Regions from separate parts of the Mus musculus genome. Here region 2 is linked to region 1. The links are chromatin contacts, called in public Hi-C maps. All regions are on one chromosome and are shown on one strand. The core of a region is the stretch at or near the end of the contact, and the rest is flanking DNA. Distances in the headings are between cores, read along the strand shown. Region 1 overlaps Trio (triple functional domain (PTPRF interacting)). Region 2 has its middle 21 kb from the start of Dnah5.

Region 1 (3,640 bases), core at 437-2,936:
TCCGCATGACCCACCACGGCAACCATGAGGCAGCTGCGCGGCACACACACCTGTCGTTGGAATTATAAATGCAGTGAGGGACTCCAAGCCGACTGCACTCTCTACTGGCTGCCCAGGAGATCTAGGTCTCCTGAGGAGGCCTTCGTAAGTGTGTCTCACTCCCCTCTGAAAAGCAATGTCTCAACCTCGAACCATTTAACGACTGTCTCCGTGAGCATGACCAACTCCACACAGAACTGGGGAGTCCACCAGGGAACCCTGAAGCTTCAGGGCAGCAGTCAAGATAGACAGAAGTTCACTGACAAGTTCATTGGGCGTGGCACATTTCAATATGTGAGATTTTTATTTGTAAGTTCTTTATAATAAAGTTTTAACAAACAAACAAAAGAAGTATTTTAAAGTTGAAAAGGATTTTGCCGGGCAAACCTAACATCTAAGCTCCAACCTATCGCCTACCTGTAAGAGCTTCTGGAAGGGATAGAGGGGGGAAGACTTTCAAGAAACAAAAACAAAACAAAACCCTACAACTCTTTGTGGTATATTCTTTATATTCCTTAACTTAAAAACAACAACAAACCAAAACCAAATCAACCAACCAAACAAACAAACAAAAACCCAGGGCAGTGCAAAGTCAAACGCTTGGCAATTCCTCTCAACTTCCAGAGACTTGAAGCAAGGCACTGCTTCGCAGTGTTGGAGATAAACATTTGCTGGATAGGTAGAGGGAGCAAATCCCCACAGCTGAATCTTTTTTTTAACCCTGAGAGAAGTACTTCAGGGACTATAGCTTGGAAATACAATCTATCTGTGTGGCTCAGCCATTTTCCCCTTAGCACTGGCTCTTCCCACCAGGAATGTAAAATTACTGCTGACACTGTGTTTCCAGCAAACACAAAAGCGCCTGAAGTGATGTGCACGTACCCAGCGCTTTATTAAGATAAGAGCAGATGGTTATGGAATCCTGCTGAAGTTCCCAAGCCTCCCACAAGGCTACTGTCTCTTTAGAAAGCCTGGGTAAAATTTCCTTCTTGGCAAGGAGACTGTGGATTAATATATTTGTGAAAGTCACAGCATCTTAAAGACATGTGCACAAACCCTTCATTTAAATATAAGAAGATTAGCAAGTCACTGGATTTTTATCACCCTAGTCCAGCCGCCATCTCTGATCACACTTGTAGCCAATGGTTGTCAATTCTGTGTCATAAAAAAAATAAAATAAAAATCCCAGCCCCATAAATAGGGCAGGATGGGTCTGCCCTCCCCCTTAAGCTGAAGAACAAGTCAAAAGTTAATCTTTTTCCTCCCTACATGGCTCAGAAGCAGAGCAAAGAATCTAGGAGGCTAATACCACCTTCCTCTCTATGCAGAAGGCAGGGTGCCAGCATCTTTCCTGTTCATCAGCGCCCTCTAGTGGACAGCTCCAAGGTCAAGGCACTGAAAAGAGTGCAGCACTTACATGCTTCAGCTAAATGTGCAGAAAACTGCTGACGGTTTGACCTGACTCCCCCTTTCGTAAAGAAAAGGAAATCACTGAATAATGACAAACCTGACCATGATGATGGCACAGTGGGCTTACATGAACTAACAGTCATCTTGCCACCTGAGCACCTGCTGCCGAGACAGGCCTGCACTGTGCGTACAGGAAGCCTCTGGCTCCCCAAGGAACCACAGAAGGGCCATCATCACTCTCAGTCTGCAGGGGCAGTAGGAGTCTTGGTTATTCTGCAGAGGAGCCAATGTGTAGGGTAGGGAGGCAGCCTCCCAGTGTTTTCTTAAGCTTCTGTTATTGCCTCTTCTGGGTTGGCACAGCTGACGGGCAGGTGCTGCTACTGCGGGAAGGAGAAAAGCTCTCCAGCATCGGAACACGACTGGGAAGAAGTGGTTCCGCAGAGTACAGACTCAAACTGGGCGAGGGCCAGTTAGCGAGTGCTCGGGACAAGCCCCGGCACGTTCTCCTGCGCAGGGGTAGGGTTCTAGCCATCTTAAAACCACACCCAGCCTGTAAAACAGTGTTCTGTAAGAGGGTCCTACTCCCTAATTAATGTGCCAGACTTTGGGGACTCGTCTCTCTGTGACTATTAGTACAAGAACTTGTGACAGAGTGTAATCTTCACTTAGCCCTTCAGTGTGTGCCTGGAAACACTGTATTTGATTATCGGACGTGTCCAGGTTTCGCCGCAAGTCCACAGATCACAAGGCTTTCTAAGGTCTGAAGACGCCATGGCTCTAAATCTGTACCCACTCCCTGGGGTGCAGTATGCACAGACTTTCACTATTCTCCCTTTCGAGCTAAAAACAAGGCTCCCGGAAGTCAACTCAAGAGTAACGCTTGACATGCAGGGCTTGACCTAGTATATGGTCTTAGGGGTCAGCACATTAGGCGAGAGGGTGGAAAGTCCGGCTGGAAGCCGTGGCAATATCTTGTATAAACTGCATTTTCATCTCTAATAATGCTGCTTGTACAAACTAGACAAGAAATCTGACATTGCCAGAGGAAGAGTATACAAACCACAGTACTTAAGGTAACCCGGAGAACATCCAGATAAAACACAAAAAGACGTGTCCACTTCAACGTGTGTGTGTGTGTGTGTGTGTGTGTGTGTAATGTGTGTGGGCGTGCCTGTGGGGGGGGGAGGCTTGCCTGTGTGTGCCTCTGTGTGTGTGTGCCTCTGCCTCTGTGTATGTGTGTGTGTGCCTCTGTCTCTGTGTGTGTGTGTATGTGTGTGTGTGTGTGTGTGTGTATGTGTGTGTGTGCCTCTGTCTCTCTGTGTGTGTGCCTGTGTGTGTGTGTGTGTGTGTGTGTGTGTGTGTGTTGTTGAGGAAAGAGCCCAAGACTCCAGCAACTGTTAAAAGACAGTGCATAGTGCACAATGGTATGTTTTTACCATGCAGTCCAAATTATCCTAGGACTCACTGTGGACCTGCAGGTTTGCCTTCAACTGGAGATGACACTCAGCCTCAGCAGGCCAAGCTAATAGTGTTTTCTGCCCTATCAATGGAACCTCCTTCAAGGTCACATGTTATAGACATTATAAAGACAGTATGTCATTTTACCGTAACTGTGCAAGGCCTTGTGGTCTCGGGGGAGCTGGATCATACAGATCATAGAAGGCTAACTAAAGTGGGATTCCATCTACACACCTATGGGGAAGCTGTCATCTGTGGCGTGGTGAGAATGTCTGATGACATGGTTTCCTTTGGGGTCACCCATGCTCTTTAAATAGCACAATAAACTTGCCTGCTCGCCAAGGTAGACTTTGGTGTAGTCATATTTTTGGTGATCTTTCTCGACAGGAGCCTGTATCTGTTTATATCTCCCTAGAAAAAGGACTCACACAACAAATACAGTACCTCTGTACCCCCAGTGGGAGGAAGACATACAGGTGAGAAGATTCTAGAATGACCCAGGTCTGCTCAGTCACTTAAGAAAGGTCTCCTCACTGTTTTTCTTCTCACAGGGTTTCACTAATGCTGCCTAGGCTGGCCTTTGTCTCCCAGGCTCGAGTGACCCGCTTGCCCCAGACTCTTGAGTAGCTGGGACCATTGGCACACACCACTGCGCTTGACTGCCTGGGAAAGCATGTTTTGTAATACAGCATCTACGTGGAAGGAATGCTTCCAGGAGGTAATTCCGGAACGA
Region 2 (3,969 bases), core at 356-2,855, 300 kb after region 1:
GATAGATTAATTGTTTAGTATATGTGAGACCCTGGGGGAATGCCCATTTTGGTAGTTTGAATAATATGACCCCCATGGGATCATATATTTGAATGCTGAGTCACCAGGGAGTGGAACTCTTTGAAAGGATTAGAAGGATTAGGAGGTGTGGCCTCACTGGAAGAAGTGTGTCATGGAGAGGCCATGCTAGACTCAGCCCCCCCCCCCCCTTTCTCTGCCTGCAGACCAGGATGTAGCTACTTCTCTAGCACCATGCCTGCCATGATAAATATAACGGACGAATCCTCTGAAACTGTAAGCAAGCCCTCAACTAAATGCTTTCTTTCATAAGAGTTGCCAAGGACATGTTGTCTCTTTACAGCAATAGAACAGGGACCCAGACACCCAGCAATACACAAAAAAGCAAAACAAAGCCCAACAAAAGCCAAACAATAACAAGGGACTTTGGGCTGAGACTGGGCCATGTGCACCTCAGCTCTCTCAGTAAGGCTACAGAGATCCCCTTGAGCATGGGATGGGAAAGAAGTGTGAAGGCTTTGCCCTCAGACTGGCCCTTCAAGTCAGCTTCATGATCTACAGACAGATGCTTTTTCAAGTTGTGGCTTTTCTTCTCTGTTAGATGAAGCCCAGCTGCAATGCTAGGTAGCAGTGAGGCTCCATGAAGATGAAGCAGGCATTTTTCCCTGTTGAGCCAGGGAAAAATTAACTATTTAGAGTTCTCCCCCTATTCTATGGTGCTTTTTACCCACCAGGCCTGAGGAGACTTTCTGCGTCCCCTGAGCTAATGGGATGCATGTGTATAAGATCAGTGCCCCATGGCACAGCATTTCTTAGGAAGAAGCCAGAGTGCTACAGGTTGCATGTTTGTATCTTCCACAAATTAATCCGAGTAAAACCCTCGGCCCCAGAGTATTAGGGAGTGGGGCCTTTGGCTAGTGATGAGTCATGAGAGTTCAGACAGAGCATCGTTTATGAGCAAGGAACCGTTTATGTGCCTTTATGACACAGAGTTGGTAAACACCTTGAGCTTGGCTTTTTAGCCAGCCTCCAGAACTATGAGACGCATGACTTTTGTTTATAAGACACCCAGTCGGGCTGGTGAGATGGCTCAGCGGTTAAGAGCACTGACTGCTCTTCATGAGTTCAATTCCCAGCAACCACATGGTGGCTCACAACCATCTGTAATGAGAGAGAGAGAGAAAAAAAAATCTATGGCCCGGAAAGAGCGGAGCTGAAGAAAGAGAGAGAAGGGAAGGGGGTGGGGGAAGTCACCGAGTCTACGGTGATAAGTTATAGCATCTTATGGGACTAAGACAAGGGCTAGAGGGGTAACAGACACTGGGAATAGACAGGGGAGCGGTGGGTGTCATACATCCTTCACGCTGGAAAGCCTGGGTGACGTCATAGGCGAGCCTCGGGCCGAGCCTCCCTTGCCCCACTGAACACAGAATGAGAAGCTGTGGTTCTTAAGATGTCTCTAGAACTATTGCCATTTTACGTTCACTTATGACTCTCAAAGTCACTGCTGAGGAGCCACCCTGTCCACGTGCTAATGTGAGTGACACCAGGTGAAATGCTCGAAATAAATACCTAAGCAGGCTTGGCCACACAATAGCTTGGAGAGCAGCGCCCTCTTGTGGAGAAGTCTGAAATATTCCAGTGACATAGCTCAGACTTGAAGTTTGATAAAATACATTTGAATTTTGATATTATGACTCTTTGGAAAACACCTTATCTTTAAGTTTTATATAATGAGATGTATACATGCTATGTATCAAGTTATGTATTTATACAGGACAGTATAATTTATGTGAAGTTTATGAACATTATTTTTTCAAGTATAGGAAATCATTGAAATCTCATCAATACCTTAAGGGAAAATGCCCTCATGCCCAATTTCTTGGACAAAGAATTGCATTCTACAGCATTTCTAGGAATCGATGTGAACTGAAGACAGCCAAACATTAGATGGAGTTCGGGGAGTCTCGTGGAAGAGTTGGGGGAAGGACTGAGGGCCCTGAAGGGGATAGGAACTCCATAGGAAGACCAACAGAGTCAACTAACATGGACCCTTGGGGATCCCAGAGACTGGACCGCCAACCAAAGAACATTCCCAGGTTGGCCCTAGGCTCCTGCACATATGTGCCAGATGTGCAGCTTGGTCTTCATGAGTGTCCCCAGACAAGGGGAGCAGGGGCTTACCCTGACTCTGTTGCCCATCTGTAGATCCTGGTCCGATAACTGGGCTGTCTTGTCTGGTCTCGATGGGAGAGGAGAGGATGTGCCTAGTCCTGCAGTGACTTGAGGTGCCAGGGTGGATTGGTACCCAGGGGGGACCTCCCTCTTCTCAGAGGTGAAGGGGGTGCAGGAATGGGGGGAGGGGCCTTGTGAGAGGTGGACTGGGAGGGAAGGGAGCTGCAATAGGGATGCAAAGTGAATAAATAAATTAGTGGAAAAAATAAACTTGAGGACAAGGAGTGCTCATGAGCACTTGGAATTGAATGAGGATTCCTATTATGTCCGATACTTAGTAGATCAAGGAAAGGGCTCATGAGAAGGCTTTGTTTTAGTAATGGAATAGAAGAAACTAGAAGATTTGCCTCTGTCCATTTAAAGATTGGTGGGAATGGTTTTTAATTTGATTCCTGGTAATCCATAAACCTACAAACTCCACAAATCCGTTCTAATATTGCTAACATTTCAAAGCATTGAAGGCTTTAGGATCTTCCTCTCCTTCTCTTCCTTCTTTCTTCTTCCTCCTTCCCTCCCTCCCTCCCTCCCTCCCTCCCTCCCTCCCTCCCTCCCTCCCTCCCTTCCTTCCTTCCTTCCTTCCTTCCTTCTTTCCTCCCTCCTTCCTCTTCGTTCTCCTATTCTTCTGCTTCCTCTTCTTCCTCCTCCTCCTCCTCCTTCCTCTTCTTCAAGGCTGGCTGGCAAACAACTTCCAAGGTCCCACTTCTCTTTGTGCTCTCAGCTCTGAGGTTACAGATCTGTACCCCGTGCCTGACTTTTAGGTGGGTGCTGGGATCCAAACACAGGTCCTCATATTTCTGTGGAAGACGCTTCCTCCCAGCCCTGAGAACTTTGCTATCAGAACATGATTTGTCATTGCCACTTGGAGTAATGAAAACAAAACGATAGATATCTTTGCTACCTTGATTGGATATGGTGGTTTTGTGAGTGTGAGTTCATGTATTAAATATGTGTAGTTTTAAAATATGAATTATACTTCAATGAAAGTGTACTTCAATGAAAGAAAATAGTAGAGAAAACCCCAAAATAAAAAATTCCTATCATCTGCAAATAATGGTACCTGATTTGAACTTGAAGTGAAGAATAAACATATACATGAAAGGATACCGACAAATATGAGCTCAAAGCATCTGAGTCAGGGAGTATGTAGGGTCCTGAACTGAATTAAAAGGAACCTGTACTTGGGCACTAAGAGTGAGAGCCTGTCTCTGAATTGAGATGCTGTTAGCCACTCAAGGGCAGCCATCCAGACCCACGCCATTTCCTGGCCCTGGGCGTTCCTTCATCTTTCCTCTTACAGCCATCTTGAATGGGTTATGTTAACAGATCTAAGATGTGTTATGTTTGCAACCTACAGTTCTTTAAGGATATGGAAGTGATTTACCGGAAGTACTTAGCCAAGAGGAGTTCTGGTGAGAATCTAGAATTGATAGTGAGGCAGAAGCCAGAGGCCTCGAAGGAGACCAATGACTCGTGGCAATGGAAATTTGTCAGGAAAGCTGTTTGGGCAAAGGGTACACTGTGTGACACACTGTCGCTTCCATGGTGGGATGTGTACTTTTTGTTTTATATTTGTTTATTTATTGTTTTCTTTTTTTGGAGGGGGTTGCAAGGGCAGAGGGTGGGTATGGAGGGACATGGAAATGAGTGGGATTGGGGTGTGGCATGTGAAATTCATCAATAAAAAAGTTTTTCTTTTTTATAAAAGAGGAAATATTT

What was found. A called contact is a pair of places that touch in the nucleus more often than the background predicts.
Region 2: a Hi-C map of cerebral cortex shows a contact between it and region 1, with 3 times the contacts expected there. The contact joins two enhancer-like sites. A contact is called at or near these places in 2 of 15 datasets of contacts at CTCF or cohesin (both in embryonic stem cells), 12 of 484 Hi-C or Micro-C datasets (CD4 T cells, Sertoli cells, bone marrow-derived macrophages and 8 more), 21 of 115 datasets of contacts at active chromatin or transcription factors (Th17 cells, astrocytes, bone marrow-derived macrophages and 15 more) and 1 of 9 other capture datasets (embryonic stem cells).

Annotation. Positions count from the first base shown.
Region 1 is chr15:27,883,140-27,886,779 of GRCm38.p6, forward strand. All of the region lies in intron 9 of Trio (triple functional domain (PTPRF interacting)), which reads right to left. Among named protein-coding and RNA genes, the nearest start is that of Gm29975, 110 kb to the right of the region's middle. Within about 2 kb of position 1,687, at least 100 of the 459 cell types and tissues checked have an H3K27ac peak or open chromatin away from gene starts, as enhancers often do. A contact at or near this core is called in cerebral cortex and forebrain, where this site is marked.
Region 2 is chr15:28,180,561-28,184,529 of GRCm38.p6, forward strand. It overlaps a transcript of Dnah5 not described here. Among named protein-coding and RNA genes, the nearest start is that of Dnah5, 21 kb to the right of the region's middle. Within about 2 kb of position 1,606, at least 60 of the 459 cell types and tissues checked have an H3K27ac peak or open chromatin away from gene starts, as enhancers often do. A contact at or near this core is called in cerebral cortex and forebrain, where this site is marked.